Regions from separate parts of the Sus scrofa genome. Here all the other regions are linked to region 1. Evidence: chromatin contacts called from public Hi-C, HiChIP or PLAC-seq and promoter capture Hi-C data. All regions are on one chromosome and are shown on one strand. Each heading gives the region's core, a stretch centred on a gene start, on an enhancer-like site or on the middle of the called end of the contact. The rest is flanking DNA. Distances are from core to core; before and after follow the strand shown. Region 1 holds the start of DCAF1 (protein VPRBP). Region 2 holds the start of TUSC2 (tumor suppressor candidate 2). Region 3 holds the start of TMEM115 (transmembrane protein 115). Region 4 holds the start of CISH (cytokine inducible SH2 containing protein).

Evidence for each region. Promoter capture Hi-C pulls out the DNA fragments that hold promoters and counts their contacts. A called contact is a pair of places that touch in the nucleus more often than the background predicts. HiChIP or PLAC-seq counts read pairs in DNA pulled down with a chosen protein or histone mark.
Region 2: a Hi-C map of liver shows a contact between it and region 1, with 4 times the contacts expected there. The contact joins the promoter of TUSC2 here to the promoter of DCAF1 in region 1. A contact is called at or near these places in 1 of 47 Hi-C or Micro-C datasets (liver) and 1 of 2 datasets of contacts at active chromatin or transcription factors (alveolar macrophages).
Region 3: a contact with region 1 is called in a promoter capture Hi-C map of liver, with 11 times the contacts expected there. The contact joins the promoter of TMEM115 here to the promoter of DCAF1 in region 1. A contact is called at or near these places in 1 of 5 promoter capture datasets (liver) and 2 of 47 Hi-C or Micro-C datasets (heart right ventricle and liver).
Region 4: an H3K27ac HiChIP or PLAC-seq map of alveolar macrophages shows a contact between it and region 1. The contact joins the promoter of CISH here to the promoter of DCAF1 in region 1. A contact is called at or near these places in 1 of 5 promoter capture datasets (fetal skeletal muscle), 1 of 47 Hi-C or Micro-C datasets (embryonic fibroblasts) and 1 of 2 datasets of contacts at active chromatin or transcription factors (alveolar macrophages).

What each region holds. Positions count from the first base shown.
Region 1 is chr13:33,748,556-33,753,204 of Sscrofa11.1, reverse strand. It overlaps DCAF1 (protein VPRBP), which reads left to right and starts at 2,333. Exons shown (of 24, transcript XR_002337541.1): 1 at 2,333-2,439. LOC110256236 (a long non-coding RNA gene) reads right to left here and starts at 2,205. Exons shown (of 3, transcript XR_002337545.1): 1 at 1,661-2,205.
Region 2 is chr13:32,812,685-32,817,333 of Sscrofa11.1, reverse strand. It overlaps TUSC2 (tumor suppressor candidate 2), which reads left to right and starts at 1,962. Exons shown (of 3, transcript XM_003132224.4): 1 at 1,962-2,275; 2 at 3,592-3,712; 3 at 3,883-4,649. The coding sequence starts at 2,130. The coding sequence ends at 3,948. It overlaps RASSF1 (ras association domain-containing protein 1), which reads left to right. Exons shown (of 6, transcript XM_021068824.1): 6 at 220-1,178. The coding sequence ends at 366. It also overlaps a transcript of HYAL2 not described here.
Region 3 is chr13:32,840,392-32,845,040 of Sscrofa11.1, reverse strand. TMEM115 (transmembrane protein 115) reads left to right here and starts at 2,119. Exons shown (of 2, transcript XM_003132227.6): 1 at 2,119-3,508. The coding sequence starts at 2,658.
Region 4 is chr13:33,088,485-33,093,133 of Sscrofa11.1, reverse strand. It overlaps CISH (cytokine inducible SH2 containing protein), which reads left to right and starts at 2,594. Exons shown (of 3, transcript NM_001315788.1): 1 at 2,594-2,613. The coding sequence starts at 2,594.

The sequences.
Region 1 (4,649 bases), core at 1,084-3,583:
CCTGGGTAAGATGAGCCTGGAAGTAAGTGATCAGAGAGAAGTGGCAGAAAAGTGATGAGAGGAGTTGATGCAGAGGGGAAGAGCATCCTGAAGCCCAGAGGACTTGATGCCCCAGAGTATGGGCAGGAGTGGGGAATGAGGGCAGGATGGAACATTCCTAAGCCTGTAGACCTTGGTGCTTGGGCCAGGGCTGGGCCACTCCTGCCCTTCCTCTGTGACTGGGCAGCCCTCAGGCAAGACTTCTTGCCCATTTGGATACTGGATGCTTCTTTTTGAGACATACCACAGGGAAAGATGGACACAGGCAGAACAGAGAGAGAGAGAGTCCAGAAATGGTCTTCCAAAGAGGCCAAGGAATATTTTTCCAATGACTCAGGCATGATGTGCCAGACCAAGCTGGGTGTGTGGGCCTGATTTATCTGGAGCTTTGTGTTTGCACATACTTAGATGTCAAAGTGTTGGCTGTGAGGAGTGGTGCCAATGCACAGGAGTGCATGCTTGTATCTCTGACACATATGCCTGGCCTGTGAAATGTATCAATGAGCATGCTTAAAATGTATGTACAGCCCCGATAACCTGAGTGCAGTCTCTTCCTCTTCCTGGGGCAGGAGTCTGGGAGTGCCTGCAGGTATGTGGCTCTGTGAGTGCCTGTGTGTGTGTGTGTGTGTGTGTTGGGAGAGGTAGGAGGGCTACAGGCATTATAGAACAGAGATTCTGGAAGGAGAGGTTGCTGGACAGGGCCTGTGTAGCTAGCTCCTGTTCTACTTCCCCAGCCTCCTGGGCCCTGGCTCCTCCATAGGCCCTCTGGAATACCCTTTATTCCCATCATTTACCCAGGGTCCCAGGCTGATTTTCTGAAGGGGAACAGTGCCATCAGGTGGCAGGTTGGGGATGTGCCAGGAACAGGAGAGCTGGACCCTGGGTTCCCACGAGGGCTCTCTTCCTTTCAGGATTTCAGTCAGTGGGGAAGTCACAACCACACTGGTTACATCAAGGACAGAGGGAAAGTTTCTAAGTCCTAAATGCTCCATCCTCATGCATTTTGGGTTCAGAGCCCAGGGAGGCATGGCAGGAAAGTCAGCTGAAGGAGTCAGCTGAAGGAGGATTGATGTAGGAAGTTATGGTCCAGGCTCTCTGCACCCATGAACCTGGGCCCCATTCCTTGGGCCACAGTCTGGGCTCAGATTTCTCATTTGTATAGGCGGCTAACTGTACTACCCTGTGGGGTCCTAGCGGCCATTACTGAGATCAGCAAAGTTCCAGAACCACAGAGACAGAGAGTTACAAGACATGAAAGAGGTGCAGAGAGACAGAGGTGCAGAGAGAAGACACACTTCTATAGCACTGCCACCCATCATTGTAGAATTTTGTGCCTGAGTAGCTGCTTCAAGTTACACACTGAAGTGAAGGAGGGAAGTCTCTTTCTGGAAAGAGGGCAATGGGCTCTGGTGGGAAACAGAATCAAGAGACCCACCATCTAGGCTCTTGCTAGTTTCTTACTAGCTATAGAACGTGAGCATGGCAGCAGGCTTGCTATGTTCCATGTTCCTCATGTGAGAGTGCTGACTGTGAGAATTCCATAAAAATGTACAGAAACTTGCTCAGGAACTCCCAGAAATAAAGCCTTGGTAGGATCTTGTCCAGGAGAGATTCTGCTTACCCATGGAGCTACATTTCTCTTTCATGCCTCCAAAAAAGAAATCCAGTGTCAAAGAAATCCAGTGTCAGAGTCAGGGGTCGCTCTGGTTCTGCGGCTAACTGGTTGTGTGATGTTAGTCATGTCACTCAGTATGACCTGGTCTCTCTTCTCCCACCTGTAAAATAAAGGAATTAAATTAGATGGCTTCTGAGGTCAGCCCTGTCTTAATCTATGTCTTTGGTTTTTTTTCCTTTTCTCTGCCTCACATATAATACCTAGGATGAATATTTATTGATCCTACAGGCAAGGTCTTAAACAGAAAGACAAAGAAAAAAACAGAGCCTTCTGTTAAATGAGTGCTGGCATTTCACATATACTTTGGGAAATACTCTTAGATCCTGGTATATTCTAGGTATAATGGGGCAAATGAGAGAATAAAGCAAAGGCCCTTGTCACCCAGGACCGAATAAGATACTGAGAGGGTATTTAGCAATTAGAGCCTAAGCTTGGGAGGATCGGGTCTTTCACTTCACGCTTCCGGTTTCCTGAGTAACCAATGAGTATGTAGCAGTTCGCGTTTACGCTAAAAACTACACTTCCCAGAAGCCAATGCGCGGGGGCAAAGTGCTCGAACGCCAATCAGGATTAGCGGGCCCCTCCCATAGAGGCGGAACTCCATTTCCCAGGCGGCTCTGGGGCTCGTCGATATTCCTCCGCTCACCCTGGCCTTCTCCTCCCGCCTTCTGCCAGGGAGCCTCGCGCCAAGTCGGGAGAGGCGCGCGCGCGCGCGCGTGCGCGGGGTACGTAGCACGCGAGTGACGCATAATATGTGGGCCGCTCTGGAGCCGTGGTCGCACTGTGTGTGAGTGAGGGAGAGTGAGTGCGGGACCTGAGGCTGTGTGTGTGAACTGTGGCCACTGGCGGGGTCAGGGGGGTGCGGCGGAGCCGCCTGGGAAGGTGAGTAGAGAAAGGAGGGAGACGGCTCTTTCGGAGTGGCGCGAGGAGACAGGGCGCCGGGCCAGGCGGGCGGGAGAGTGGGCGCCGGACTGGGGGAGGGGCGGCACCTGCCTGGGCCGCCGGCGGAGAGGGGGCGGGCCGAGCCTCGGGGGAGGCTTGGTCTGCGGCCTGACAGGACTTTCTCTCCTCCCGATTCTTGGCTCAGGGGCGGGGCTTTCACGTTCTTGCTCCAGCCGGCAAAAGAAACTTCCCTAGAGTAACTCTTCAGCCCAGAGTAGGGGGCAAGGCTGTGCCCGCCCCTACCTGGAGGAGGGGCGCCTCTTATTTCCCTCATCACCTTTCACCTTCCAGTCCCCCCCGTCTTCCTCCGTACGGACTGGGGGCCTCCATCTTCCTGCTGTACGCCCCCCCCCTTTCCTATACTGTCTCCGCCTCCAGCCACCTGGGAGGGCTTTCCCCCTTCCTCGGCCTCTTGCCGCCTCCCCCGGCACTAGCTGGGCACCGTAATGGGTCGAGGGGGCGGAGCTCTCCTGGCACTCCTCCCACTCCCATGGTGGAAGGGAGGGGTGGAATGAGATGTGTGTGGGTCCTGCAGCTTGGAGCCAAACCTTGGAGTACCCGCCAAGTTTCTCAGGAGCCTGTTTCTGGGGGTTATAGTCGTTTTTAACTGGGTGTCAGGCGTTTGGCTTAACTCTCTCTTCCTAGACGGTTTTGGTCTCACTTCCTCTTACTGCATGTTAGCACTCGGGTTTCGCTTGTGTTGAAGTAGTTTTGGAGTGTTTGTAGTAGTTCTTTTTGAGTCCCAGCTGACTTGTCCTTGTCTATGTCACGTTGGCCTCAATTTTTCTTACGCTGTCTTTTCAATGAAGGATTTTAATTAGCCTACGTGTTTTAATGATTATTAGCAGCATCTTCGTGTTCTAAAAGCTTTTTAATGTACAGAGTGAGAGGTTCATTGGCATTGTTCTGTAATTTTCTTGTCCAAGTTTACGGGAGTTTACTTTTAAGGTTTATGTGAACTTGTATAGTTACACTCTTTAGAAATCAATTTGTATTTTTTCTACTTGATGCTGTCAAGATTTGGCCTTTGTATGTAACAGTTATTGTCCATTTTCCAGTGATAGTGTATTTTTGGATGTGAGATATTAGATACAGAATTTGGGAGCTAGAATGGAAATCCTTTTATGTTCAAAATCTCTTGAGTAATTGCTGAGCACAGTGTTTTACTATTCTGTCTGTTGTCCAGTAGTATGAAACACATGTTTGAAGTGATCGAAGTTGGTTTGTTACCAGTTTTCTTATATTTCTGTCATGGTCATAAAAAGTAATAGAGTATTGTTATACATGTTCTTATATGTTATAGACGTAATTAGGTAAATTTTACTCGAAGCTCCAAACTTGGGTTTTTTTTTTTCCCAGTTTTTTTTTTTTTTTTTTCAAATAAGGAAGAAGGTGTACAGACATTTTAACCTTATGGGATTTTACCCTTGTGGGATCTATCCTTAATGAGTACTTTTTTTTAGGCTTTGGGATAGTTTCTGCAGAACAGTCCATTCAGTATTGTGTATTAGAGGTTCACATATTTTTTTGGTTTAATTTAAAAGTTACAGAAGATAACAAAATAGTGGAAAAATGGTGAATCTAGAGTAATAACAGTGAAAAAAATCTTTCTCCTACCCTTATCCCTTAGAAAGTCAGTTACCTGCCGCAAAAATAATAGTTATTATCTGTTTTTTAAAAAAAATTTTTAATTAAAATTTTTTTTGACTGATTGTGTGGAAGTTCCTGGGCCAGGGATCAAACCTGTGCCACACAGTGATCTGAGCTGCTGCAGTGAGAGTGATAATGCTCCACTGCGCCACAAGGGAATGCCTATTATCTGTTTCTTATGAATTTTTCCAGGACACACACACAGACTTTTCTCACTTGACAACATTTTGAGAGTTGGTCCAAATTAGGAAAGAAGTTCCTGTTGTGGCACAGCAGAAATCAACCCAACTGGTGTCAGTGAGGATGAGGGTTCCATCCCTGGCCTCACTTGGTGGGTTAAGGA
Region 2 (4,649 bases), core at 713-3,212, 940 kb after region 1:
ATTTGGCTTGGCTGCCTGTCCACGAGGTGACCGCCCTACTTTGTGGGGCCCATCTTGTATGTGGATTGTCGTTGGAAATCCTAGCAGAGGCCATCAGGCAAGAAGCCGACTTTAGAAAGCCCCATCCCAGCTGTGTGATCATGATGCTCTGGTCTTTTCTGGGGAGGGCTTGCTGGCTTGTTGGTGTGTGCTGCAGCCTGTGTCTCCCCCCCTCTACAGTGGGATGCTTTCAGCATGCCTGAACTACACAACTTCCTACGCATCCTGCAGCGGGAAGAAGAGGAACACCTCCGCCAGATCCTGAAGAAGTACTCCTATTGCCGCCAGAAGATCCAGGAAGCCCTGCATGCCTGCCCCCTGGGGTGACCTCTTGTACCCCTGGGGTGACCTCTTGTACCCCTGGGTGGAAGGAGGAGAGTAGGCAGCGCCAAGGGCGTGCCGTGTGAGTGTGCGAAGGCCCATGTGGCCTGAGGAATGAATGTGCATGGAGGCCCTCTCTTGCTGGGGGAATGAGCCCAGAGAACAGCGAAGGAGCTGGTCCCCTGTGTCCACAAGTGGGTGTAACAGAGCATGGCTCTGCACCCTTCTGCCCTTCATGTACTGGGTCATGGTGGGCCAGGGTTGCCCTGGGAAGCTGCTCCAGGGTTGCCAATGGGGCTGGAGCAGACAGAAGTCTACTTAATTTGTATCTTAGATACAAGAATCTTTGAGATCCTACAAACAAATAATAGGGTCATGTTTGCAGGGATGAGGGCCCTCATCTATGGTGAAAGATTGTGTTTTAAGTCTTGGATAGGGTCTCAGGACAGCCCTGTCACAACCAAGGATGGATATTCTAGGCATCAAGGAAGTCTAGGATTCTCTCTGTAGCACCCTCTGACTCCTCAGACACTCTGGGGTCAGGTAGTGCTAGCTCATGGTGCAGCAATGGTGCCTCAGTGCCTCCTCCAAGGAGGATGTCCCTGGGTCAGGGTTTGTGTGTGGGCACTGGCCCACCTCTGTGCCTTGTTTGCCAGTCAAAGCCAGGGTCTTTCCCTTGAGTATTTTTGATGATGTGTGCGAATGTATGTAATATTTTGTGACCTCAGCTCACTGCCTCCTGTTGGGAAAGGGGTCGGGGTGAAGGGCATCAGGGCCTGGGGCTTGAGAGAATTGGCTGAATAAAGATTTAAGCATTCTGCTTTTGGATTCTTTTACGGGCCCTCATCTGCAGTTGCCCCTCATGCCAGTGGCTGCCAAGATTGACAGACAGCCTCATAAAGCACCTTTTCCACGGGGACCATGAGACCAATTTGTGAAGGTTGTGCGATATGGATATGTACTTGGTCATTAGTCAACACCTGGGAGCTCAGGGCATGGTAGAGGCAAGAACATCAGCTGTGGCCGGAGCTTAGGGAAACCACACACTTCGCCAAATATTCAGACACTGGTGTGGAGCAGACACTGCTTATGGGACCGAAGGTACAGATGTTAACCTTCATGAAGCATGGTTTTTGGTGGGTTTAGAAAGAACACGATTTGAAGTTCTTCAGTCCTGAATGTAGCCATACAACCACTGGCCAATTCTCCTTAAGTTCGGTATTTTCTCCGCATGCCACGGTGGGAATAGCAAACAGCGTGGGAATACAATGAGGCCAGAGAGGCACTTCCCAGCCTGGCCTGAAGTCAGGCCCTAAAGTGCTGGTTTGAGAGGACCTGGTGGTTGGACGGGTCCGCTGAGCCTGACTTCTAGGGGTTGTGGACGTTTACGCCGCCACACACATCGAAGAAGCCAGGAGCACACCGCCACAGGTTTCTTGTGTGGGAGCGGCCCCAGGTGGAGGGAGCGTGGCCTGCTGGGAACTGACGTCTCGCAGTGCATGCTAGGATGCCTAGCATCGGAGGACGGCTATTGGCCCTGCTCCGCGGATCGACGAGAGAAGCAACCAATTAGAGGGGGCAAGGTAAAGAGCATTCGGAAGCGGAAGTGAGGTTTCCGTGGAGACAGCGGAGCCTGAAGGTGGTGGTGGCGGCGGCGGCGGCGGCGGCGGCGGCACCTGCGAGCGGAGGCTGAGGCAGGGCATGGCGGTGCTGTCGGCCCTCTAAGAGCGAAGCGGCCGCGGACCCCGCCATGCATCGGTGGCCCTGACATGGGCGCCAGCGGCTCCAAAGCTCGGGGCCTGTGGCCCTTCGCCTCGGCGGCGGGGGGCGGCGGCCCGGAGGCGGCGGTCGCTGAGCAAGCTTTGGTGCGACCGCGGGGCCGAGTCGTGCCCCCCTTCGTATTCACGCGCCGCGGGTAAGGGCGCGGGGTTCCGCCTTGGGGAAGACAGACGGGCGGCCGGGCGCCCCGCGTCATGGGGCGCTCCCGCCGCTGTAACCCCTACACCCGAGTCAGGATGATTTTCTTATTTCCGGTCCCCATAGGAACAAGGGGTCGGGGAAACGGAGTAGTAGGTTCCTAGCGGTCTGGCTGCTCTGAAGGTCTCTCGAGGAGAAGAGCGGGCCTGAGGCTTGTCCCTGGGCATGCCCTCCGCACAGTGAACCTAAGATAGGGATTTCCTCTCAGAGACTTCAGAGCCACTTTCATTCCTTCCGTTCCAGCCTACAAGCTGAAGGCTCCTATCCTCCCTCACCTCTAATTCTTCCTAGAGGAGAATGGCCCTCTGTTTTGTTTTTTTTTTTCCGTTTCCCACAGTGGTGGGGTTGGATCTCTCTGGGTAATGGCCGGGAAAGCAGGACTGGGCCCTAGCATTGGGGATGGGGCCCTGGGAAAAGACCCTCAACCAGGTATGTTTCCCATACCTGGAACACTGACTTCTCCCCTCCCCTAGGGGGTCTAGACAGGAGCTCTAGATTGGCCTGTCCCTGACTCGCACCTGGGGACTGGCACTCAGATGATGCTAGTTTAGATTTGTCTTTAGATACTAGGAGGGGAGTTCCCCTTGTGGCTCAGCGGGAACCAATCTGACTAGTAACTACAAGGACGCTGGCTTGATCCCTGGCCTTGCTCAGTGGGTTGGGGATCTGCCGTTGCTGTGGCTTTGGTGTAGGCCCACAGCTGCAGCTTGGATTCGACCCGTAGCCCAGGAACTTCCATATGCTGCGGGTGCGGCCCTTAAAAAAAAAAAAAAAAAGATACTAGGGGGATCCCAACAGTGGCTGCATCAGCCACCTGGGTGGGGGAGGATGCAGCCTTTTCCTCTTTAGGCTTCTTCTTAGCCCAGGCATCTGCTATCTCAGGCTTTGGTCCTGGGCCAGCAGTGTCTTCTGTAGTGACACCAACATGCCCAGGCCACCATCCTGCTCACTTTAGAAGTCCTGGGTGAAGACAAGAGCCTGATGGAAGGGCTACTCTTGCTGAACAAGCCAGTGATGTTTTGGTATGGTCTCTCTTTTCAGGGTCTGACAGAGTAGCACTGGCCACCACCCCACTTCCTTCTAGTAGACCCCAGACCCTAAGCAAGGGATTCTCCAGGCATATTATCCTCTCTTCCTCCCACCGAAGTTTTTCCTCTGCATTTGGGTGAGGGCGCTCTTCCCTGTGGTCTGTGGCATTTGCCATGACTAGGTGTGGGACTTCAGCCCAGCCTGTTCCCCTCTCCCTCTACACAGCTCCATGTTCTATGACGAGGATGGGGATCTGGCTCACGAGTTCTATGAGGAGACAATCATCACCAAGAACGGGCAGAAGCGGGCCAAGCTGAGGCGGGTGCATAAGAACCTGATTCCTCAGGTGAGGGGCTGGGCAGTGGTCACAGAGCCTGTGTTGAGTGTGTGGAGGTAGACCCAGATGGGGTCTGCTGTCATGGTGGGGGCTTTTGGGGGCGGAGCTGGGAGGAACAAGAAGGCTTCCTGGAGTAGGGGCCCTGAGCTGGCCTTCACTAGCCTCTGTTTCCATGGCAGGGCATCGTGAAGCTGGATCCCCCCCGCATCCACGTGGATTTCCCTGTGATCCTCTATGAGGTGTGAGCCTGGGAGGTGGCAGGCATAAGCACCCCCTGCCCCAGCAAGAAACCCCCAGGCACAAGGTGTGGCTTCCATTGAGGAACCTAGGCTGGGGCCACAACCCTGAATAAACTCCACTGGCCTGGAACCTTCAGCTGTGAGCAGGGCAGTCCTACAATGTTGGTTGGGTGTTGGTTTGTATATGGACAAGAAGTGGCTGATGGCTGGCGAGGGCTGATGGCGGAGTTAGCAGCCCACCTTTCCCAGCAATCCCTACGAGGAGCATGGCAGGGCATATGCTGGTCAGGAAGGCCAGGTTCCTGTGCCCTTGCCTGGCCTGCCTTCTTCCACGCTTGCCTAGGGCCCAGCCCTGATAGAGGCTACAGCACTTTACAAGCAAGGTCTGCCTTCTTCCAGCCCCAGGGCTGTGGGAGCTGTACACAAGTGGGAACTTCCTTTCCCTCACTTCCTTTACCCTCTCGTTGGAGCATTTCAGCCGTTTGCTACCTCGATTCCTCCTGTGTTGGACAGAGGCTAAGGGCAGCGCAAGCCTGATCTTTCCTGCCTACCTGCCCATCTGTTCCCACCCCCAAATGGATGGACAGTTTGCTGGCTGTTAATAAGAATAAGGACTGGTGTGGGAGGCGTCTCCCTCGACCCAAGGTGAGGTTGATCTCTCCCCACTACAACTAGTTGTGCCCCCACACACACACACACAACACACA
Region 3 (4,649 bases), core at 870-3,369, 910 kb after region 1:
ACTGACCACTCAACTGGGAGTGAAGGCCATAGCAATCCAGTGGGTGGAGGGCATGATGCTTCCCAGGCCTCCTAGGTGGCAGAATCTTTTGTCTTGTGTAATGTTTTCGAAAGCCTCCAGGAAACAGTCTTTAAGGGGGGGGGGAGTTTCCCAGAGGCTCAAGGCCAAGACCGTGGAGAAAATAAGATGGAGATGAGATGCTGGTTTAAGCAGGCTTCTGACCATAGGGTCAGACCACCTGGGCCAAGTGAGCAGATCCCCCACTTGGAGCAAAGAATGAGTACCTGGTCCTTGAGCACCCAGTCCAGAGGAGGCTGGGGTCTGGCCCACCCACAAGCATGATGGCTGCTCCTTCCCAGCCCAGTGGAGGCCTGGTGCTCTCAGAGGCCACCGACATTGGAACACAACTCTGAGTCAGCTTCTGCAAATCCTTTCGGACCTCCTCTGGAAAGCGCTATACCCTTGTCCGTTTTTTTTTGTTTTGTTTTGTTTTTTAACCCTTGTCCATTTTAAAGCCAGCTCTCTTAATAGCTCTCTTCTGTGTGACCTTCAAGTTCTTTTCAAGGGGAAAGACTTATAGCCACCAGTGCAGAGGTTTCCCAGTGCTACTGACACTTACTCTCTTAGAATACACCCTCCAAACTCTGCACTCACCCAGCTAAGTCCTCACCACAACCTAAGAGTTGGATACTAGTTTATCCCCATATCCCAGATGAACAAACTGAGACAGGAGAAATCTTTTCTCCCAGATGAGAAGAGCAAGAAACCAGTAAAGTTTTCAGAAAGGAAGTGGCCTATGGCTGGGGGAACTTGGATGGTAAATAAATGAAAGATGGCATTCCAGGCCTTAGTGAAGACACCTTTCCTCACTCCACAAGAGCAGGCCACAGAGCAAAGCCTAACTAGCAACCTCTGGACAGCTCCCATGCTCTGCAGCAGTCCCAAAAATCCTGGAGTAGACTTGTCATATAAAATACTAAACATCCAGTCAAATTTGTTATTTCAGATAATCAACAAATATTTAGTATGTTACCAACACTGCATGGGACAAAGCAATGCTAAAAACTGGGGTCGCGCTTATACTGAAAAAATTGTTTACCTGAAATTCAAATTTAACTGAGTGCCCTCTTGATTTGCTCAATCTGGCAATCCTACACTGGGGCAGCATCCAGTGGGATGCCAAAGATAAAGGACAGCAACACCTTTTGTAACCTGGTAGGCTATGCACAATGGCAGCTGAACTGAGATCAGTGGTGGAAAGGAAGGGATTCTGCACTTCATAAATGTACTTTATTTTACAACTGTTTAAAATGTAACTCAATATAAAAAAAAAAAAATCAATTTGCACAGGACACAACCTGCCTGAAGCCACCATTGCACTGAAGTGGGGGCCCCAGGCCAGCCTGACTCAAGTTTGTGGAGAGACCTCTCTTCATGATGGTCAGCGATTGTCTGTGGTGGGGAGGAGAGCCACTGAGAGTGGCCCAACATCACCCATTTGGGGACTGGAGGCCTTAGTTCAAGTACTGGCTCCACCTCATTTGTAACAAGGGCAGCCAGGGCAACACCCTCACTGAGCGCCCAGAGTAGACTGGCATTTTACAGCCCAGTCCCCTTGGATCCTCACAGTAAGTACAGTCATCATCTCCATTTTCCTGTCCATGAAACTGATCTTCAACAAAGTTCAGGAATTTGGCCAATGTCACACAGCCGCCAAAGAGCAAAGCAAGAATTCCAACCTGAATCAGGCATACAGCAGACCGCCTTAATTCCTGGAGTTCGCGCCCACTGGATCATCCAACATTCTTACCCACATACCTGCCCGCAAGGAGACACCCACCCAGGTGTACAGGCATACACTGAGCCACTCCTCATGGGAAATTCATCAAGTGTGTGACCTGAGGTTGTGCTGCCGCTGGTATTCGCCGCTCTCTCAAGGTTAGCGACGCTAGTGCACCTTCCCCCACGTCCAGAGATCTGGCAGAAACGGTCCTGGGAACTACAACTCCCAAGCACACGCTTTTCTCACCACCAACAGGAACAGCCCGACGCACAGCCTCCTGGGACGTGTTCTACCCGGAATCCTGATTTCCGCTGGTTCCGGCTCCGGCCCAGGACTCCTTATCCCAGCATGCAGTGGAGCCGCAAGGCCGACGCTCAGAGGGCATCCTGCCGCCGCCCGGGGCGCGCAGGCGCAGCGCCCCTGTTTGTCGGCGCTTGAGAAGGGAGGAGGTAGAGTCGAAACCGAGACCCAGGCCGAGGCGGGACTGATCAGACTTGACTCCGGCCCAGAACTAGGCTCCAGTGCCGCGCGGACCGTAGGATCCCAGAGTGGATGGAGGAGATCGAGCCCTAAGATCACGTCCAGACCCGTTGGTGTGGCGTGGGGCCTGCAGGGAGACCAGGCGGGCGTGCAGAAGCTACCCAGGGCCTTCCCTCAGATCCCCTGCTAAGGGCCTAGTCCCCGGTCCGGCGACCAGGCCCGGCTCTGCCGTTTATGACCGGAGTCGACCTGACCGGAAGTGGAGATTTCACCCGGGCCATAGGCCATTGACTAGGCCGGGCCCGGGCCTCCCGTCGGGGCCGGACTTGGACGAGGCCCCGGGGAGGCCCCTAGCCCACTAAACCCTTCCCTCAGGCCGAAGCCAGCTGGGAAGATGCAGCGCGCCTTACCGGGCGCCCGCCAACACTTGGGGGCCATCCTGGCCAGCGCCAGCGTGGTGGTGAAGGCTCTGTGCGTTGCTGTACTATTCCTCTACCTGCTGTCCTTTGCCGTGGACACGAGCTGCCTGGCTGTCACCCCAGGCTATCTCTTTCCACCCAACTTCTGGATCTGGACCCTGGCCACCCATGGGCTGATGGAACAGCATGTGTGGGATGTGGCCATTAGCCTGGCCACAGTGGTGGTAGCTGGACGTTTGCTGGAGCCCCTCTGGGGGGCCTTGGAGCTGCTCATCTTCTTCTCAGTGGTGAACGTATCTGTGGGGCTGCTGGGGGCCTTCGCCTACCTCCTCACCTACATGGCTTCCTTCAACTTGGTGTACCTTTTTACTATCCGCATCCACGGCTCCCTGGGCTTCCTAGGTGGTGTCTTGGTGGCACTCAAGCAAACCATGGGGGACTGTGTGGTGCTCCGAGTGCCCCAGGTTCGTGTCAGTGTGGTGCCCATGCTGCTGTTGGGGCTGCTGTTGCTGCTGCGGCTGGCCACACTACTCCAGAGCCCAGCGCTGGCCTCCTATGGCTTTGGGCTGCTCTCCAGTTGGGTGTATCTTCGCTTCTACCAGCGCCATAGCCGAGGCCGAGGAGACATGGCCGACCACTTTGCTTTCGCCACCTTCTTCCCTGAGATCCTGCAGCCTGTGGTGGGGCTGTTGGCAAACTTGGTACATGGCCTCCTGGTGAAGGTAAAGATATGCCAGAAGACAGTGAAGCGCTATGATGTGGGCGCACCATCCTCCATCACCATCAGCCTCCCAGGCACAGACCCTCAAGATGCAGAGCGGAGAAGGTACCGTGGGATCTTCCAAACCTTGTTAAGAGCGTATTTACTGATGAAGTCACATTCCATCTGTTGAGGTGCTTCCTGTACATTGGCTGGCAGCCTACAGTCAGATGTTGGGTAAATTCAGAAAGAGAAAGTCCAGTTTGGGGCCTTGAGATCAGCATTTAGGTGTCTAGGCTGCAGGAAGTGCTTTGCAAAATTAGGGAGTAAAAGTTCCCTTTATCACCACTCAGGCCACTTCAGTCTCCAGAAATGCCCTGCCTCCTTTGGAGCTGCATGAAGGGCTAATAGAGAGTGAGATACACTTAACACTGGGCTTGTCTCAGAATCCTAGACACTGGGCCTGTGGGAACCAGAATCAACCTGGTGGTCCTTTTTCTCCTGTGAGGGAGGGACAGAGGAGGAGACCTGGGATCCTTAAGAGGTGGTTGGGGCCACCGCAGCTTCCAAACGCTAATCTATACCCTCTCTCTGGGCCTTAATTCCGATGCCGTGCTTCTCTGCCTTTTATTTATTGAGAGGGAAGCCTGGTGTATAACTAGACTTAGCCATGCCCCCCACACCCCACTCTGGGAAGCATGTCACCAAACCCAGGAGACAGCCATGTGACCCACGGAGGGAGCCTACTGACCACATTAGGGAATGCAGTGACTTTCTCATTATCTGTAAACCTACCCATTAGTACCACCAGGAGTCCCAGTGAATTATTCACTTAATGCACCTTGGCCAGGGCAGGACCGATTTTTTTTTTTTTTTTTTTTTTTTTTTGCTTTTTAGGGCTACACCTGTAACCTATGGAAGTTACCAGGCTAGGGATCAAATTGGAGCTGCAGCTGCCACAGCTCACGGCAACACCGGATCCTTAACCCACGGAGCGAGGCCAGGGATCAAACCTACATCGTCATGGATACTAGTTGGGTTTGTTACCACTGAGCTACAGCAGGAACTCCAGGACAGATCTTTTTAATCCAGCTCTTTCTCTCTCTCACAGGTCTGTGGACTCACTATAGTAGTCACAGCTCTGTTTCCAACATTATTCTTGAGGTTTTTTGATGCAGTTACTTGAGAAATGAAATCTAGAGTAGGTTCTGTTCCTACTTTCTACATCTGTCAAAGGCTTCTGCTTTTTCTCACTTGTGAAATGGGT
Region 4 (4,649 bases), core at 1,345-3,844, 660 kb after region 1:
TTTCTAGAGGGGAGATCTGTGGAGTTGTGGCACATGAAACCATGAGAGGAATTGCCACTGGGTGGCAGTGTGGGTCCAGCAGTTGGGGCAGGAGTGATTAATTAGGCGGCTAGAGGGACCTGCAACACCTGGGGCAGACATGCACCTGGGGCAAAAGAGAGGGACACCACTGTCCCCAGCAAGCAGGGGAGATGCATAGTGCTGTCAAATTCACAAAGGGTAGCTGGAGGGCAAAACCCTTAGGTCCTCTAGTTTACACACAGAACTACAGAAGCACTGACCTTGGTAGGGGGTGCCTTGAAGTGGATGCCCGTGGTGTTCTGATGCTGACTGGCCTGGAGGCAGGGAGGCTTCACTGAGGACCTGAAAGTTGGATCCTGAAGGATGCCTAGGTGTTGACTTGCCACAGGAGCCTAGAAAGGAAGTAGGGGAAGGGGTAGGGCCTGTAAGATAAGGGGTATGTCTATGGGGGATATCTCTCTGTGGCTCAGTTTCTCACCTGTAAAGAGGAGGCGATATGTAGTAGGGGGCTGAAATGGGGCTGGAAACAGCTGAAAGCATCTGGCACCTACTAAGACTTCAGTAAAGTAGTGACAGTTAGAAGAAAGGGGTAGAGTCTTGGGGTAGAGAGCTTGGGATTTGTCTCCACAGGGATCTACGTTCAAATTCCAGCTCTCTTACTTGTCAGCTGTGAAGACCCTTTCTCTTCATAGTAAAGTGGGGCAGCAGACAATTCCTACTGGAGAAATGGCACCTTACACAGAGGCCCCATGCTGGCTCTCCAGGTGCCCCAGCCATCAAAGTGGGCAGTGAGGTCACCACAGCCATCCCCATCCCATGCAAGCAGCTTCTGGCTTCCTCAGGAGGGCTGGTAAAACTTCACTAAAGCTCAACTTCCCTTCAGGAAATTTACAGAGAAGTAGGTTCCCTGATGTCAATTCTCACCTAACCATTATTTGTCATTTTGTCCTTTTCACAACACCATGCTTTTGGATTTCCTCTGTTTTCCATCCCCTTCAAGGCAGGGCAAGCTCAGCCCTAACTGCCCTGAGGAAAGCCTGGATACTACCATTTAAGCCTCTGGACACTGCCAGAAGTCTGTCATCCCTGCTTGGGGACCTGAAGCTTACCTTCTTTCCAGGGAACCTGGGATTATAAGGTACACATCAGGCAGTGGGAAGGGGGGTGTGGACCCTGCCACTTCTCCAACTCTCTCTCTCCTCTGTCCCAAGAGCTTGGAGGAAGTATATGCAGCCCCTATGGTCTTTCAAGATGCTCCCTGGTGAGTCCAGTGAACTGGGAAAAGGTAGAGGATCAGGGGTGGGAGCGTGGGCTTCTGACTTTTTCCCTGGGTCTCAGCACAGAGAGGGCAATACCAGCTGTTGAGGATCTTGATGTGTCAAGTGCTCCATGTAGATGGGAGCAGGGGTGTCACTGCTTCAACTCTCTACCCTTATTATCTTACCTTCAGTTTATCTCTGGGTGTTTGGCACTCCGGGTCTCTCTCCCACATTTTTAGGGGGCCCAGCAATGCAGAGACCCTTGTGGACTGTCCTGTGGGGTGACCTGGGGCTCACTATCCTGGCCTGCCTCAGATCGGTAGTCATTTCTTCCCAAATTGGAGGGCCGGCCAGCTTGGGGCCGAGACTGGGTGGCCCTGCCTGGTGCAAAGGTTTTAACGGTGCCTTCTCCCCCAGCTCTCAGTGAAAACTATCTCGTCTGTATCCTTTAGGCCGTGGTGGCCCCAGGCTTGATCCCCGTTGACCGCCTGGGATTTGAGTACTCCCTCGGCACCCCATCCCTCCCCCAATGTCCCTCTCCAAACCACACCCCAAGCTACCCACTTCCCCCAACAGTCTTGGGGAGCAAGTGAAGCCCACAGGGGGCGCTCGCAGACTAGACAGACCACATTGAAGGAGCCGCTGGCTGGGAGGACAGGCCTTTGACCCGGCGCTCGTGCTGCCACTGGTCTACAGAGAGATAATGGGGCCTGTCACCCACGAAGCAAGTGCCGGAAGGAAATCTGGGCTGGGGTGGGTAGAGCATTAGCACCTCCCTAGCCTTCTTCAACTCGGTCTTTCCCCCAAGGTTCTCTAGATCACACTCAACCTCGCCTGGTCACGTCAGCCTAAAGTCCTAGAGCTGTAATTGGCCCTCCCTGACCACTCGGCTCCGCCTCCTGAACTTCGATTGGTCGTCACGTAGGATCCCGCCCCATTTTCCTGGAAAGTTCTTGGAAATCTATCAAATGTGTTTCCTTTAGTGGCGGCCTTTGGCCCCAGACTAGGGACCAGACGCCTCCGCTCGCACCCCTCCCCTCCCGGCCGCACAGCCGGCGGTTCTAGGAAGACGTCGCTTCCGGGAAGGGCTGGGACACAGAGGACAAAAGATTAGGCTGCTCGCCCCGCCCCGCCTCCCGGCCCGCCCCCCGCTCCCTCTCCGCTTGCCTGAGCTGCCTCCTCTCAGTCCCGGTCCGCCGCCCGTGCGCCTCGGGAGCCTACCTTGTGAGCGCGATCCGCGCCCACTGGCTCCGTTCAGCCGTCGCTGTCCGGCCGAGCCCCAGCTCCGGAGCTGCCGCTGCTGCTGCTGGGACATGGTCCTCTGCGTTCAGGGGTAAGCGCGGCTTTCTGCCCACTCCCAAGTCGGCGCTGGGACGCGGGAGAGTACTAGCCTCGTGCTAGCCACGGAGTTATTAAGGGGGCTTGACGGGTTGAGCTTGATGGCCGAGCTCGGAAAGACCTCTGGAGTGACAGCAGGAAATGGTGACAACTTCGTCACTACCTCTGCTGGCACTGTGGGTAGAGAAACTGGGGGTCGGCTGAAGACAGGAGAAACACAGGGTGGGCTAAGCTTGGGTTCTGTCTGGAGCAGGTAGAGGCCTCAGGCAGCCCATACCTCTTTCTGGGCCCTGATCGCTGGACACTAGCCTGCTGGCCCAAAGGCCTAGTGGTGACCTTGGGCCAGCCCCTTCCCCTCTCTGGACTGTCATCCACTCTCCTACCACAGGCTTTTCTTGGGTAGCCAGTTAGGCTTTTCTTGGGTAGCCAGCATGAGATCCTTGCCTGTCCCCTCCCCTATCCCCTAGGGGGTTAGTCCCCAAACCTGTCCCCTAGGTTTGGCCTGGTCCTGCTGAAGGCACTCTCGCAGTGGCCTCACTCCTTCTTTCAGTCCAATCTGGGATCCCAAAGTGAGAAGGACCTTGGCTCCTGCCTCCCTTCTCCAAAGTTCCCAAAGACTTGCACGGGTCGGGTGGGGACTGATAAAACAGAATTTTGGCCTCAGCTGAGTATTCTTGGCACGTTCCTTCCATCCAGAGCCTCAACCAAGGAGTCTGATGCTCTCCAGACTGATCTGATAGGAGCTCAGAAAGCTCCAGGGAGGTGTGAGTAGGTGCTCCACAGCCAGGGAGAGCTGGGTGGCCCAAGGACTGCTGTTATTAAAACTGGCATAGTACCAAGTGAAGAAGGGTGGAAGGTGGGGCAAGGCTGACATGCCCCTTGCTCTGAGCAGTCCTGTTTCCAGGGAGGAGACCTAGAGGGGCTAGGAAGACTGTACATACTTCTATATTTCTCTCTGATTGCCTCCATCATCTCCCTTCCTCCTCTCTGAATTTTGGGACTCCAGAACACCTTCCCCCCACCCCCACTGCCTTTGTCCTTGGGACCCATCCAATTCCGAGCTCCCATACTTTTTCACTTTGCTCCAGCTGAAGGCCCCTTTGAAACTACAGGGCCAGCATTGGGTGGCAGGGAGCAAGATTTTTAAGACCTGCACACATACAGCCACAGACCAGTTAGTGTCCTCCTGAGGTAGGGAGCAAGGGATTCCCAACTGTAGGTCTGGGTTGTCAGCCTTGCTGAGGGGTGATTCCCTCTCAGGGCTGAGTTCGCCCCATTGGCTTATGTTCCCAGGCAGAACCTACAGGCTGGGGTCCACAGCAGGTACATACACATACAGGCCACCCTCACCTGGAACACACTAGCCACCAGCACCACCATGATGATGACAAGGCTGTGGACACAACCCTCCCCAGATATACACTCACCAGGAGCTTTTGGTGACCAATACAGCCATTCACACACCTGGATACATGTCAACCCTGGAGGTTGCCCACACCCACGTGTGCCCTGCTAAGGTGGGTATGTCCACCCCAAGAGGCTCCATCTGGCCTGACAGGCTAGCTGCCTACCATACTCCTAGAAGACTCCTGGGCCTGAGCTGAGCTCTGGGTCCCAGTAGACCAGCCATCAGCCAGTCCCCTGGAACTCAACCTCCAGTTCCCCAAGAAGGATTCCAGAGCTCCCAAGGTACAGCTAGCTAGAGCAGGGGTAGAAAAGTATTAGCAGGCTGTGGGGTGCCAGGGTCTTATGGCCCCTTCTTAGGAGTGGTCATGGGCCCCCTGACTTATTGAAATCTTCTGAGTCACCTATAACCTACACTATCAGATCTCGTTCCCCTCCTGCTACAGGCTCCTGCCTACCTCTTCCTGTCTCATAAGCAATACCTGGCTGTTTTTGTCCATGCTGTCATCTCTACACTGCTTTCCCCTCTCTTCCTTCCTTTGACCTGGCAGACTCAGCTCAGGAGCAGGCAGACCCTGACTCCCCCGTGACATTCTTTGCTTTTATGACTTTGAGTTATGAGCTGTC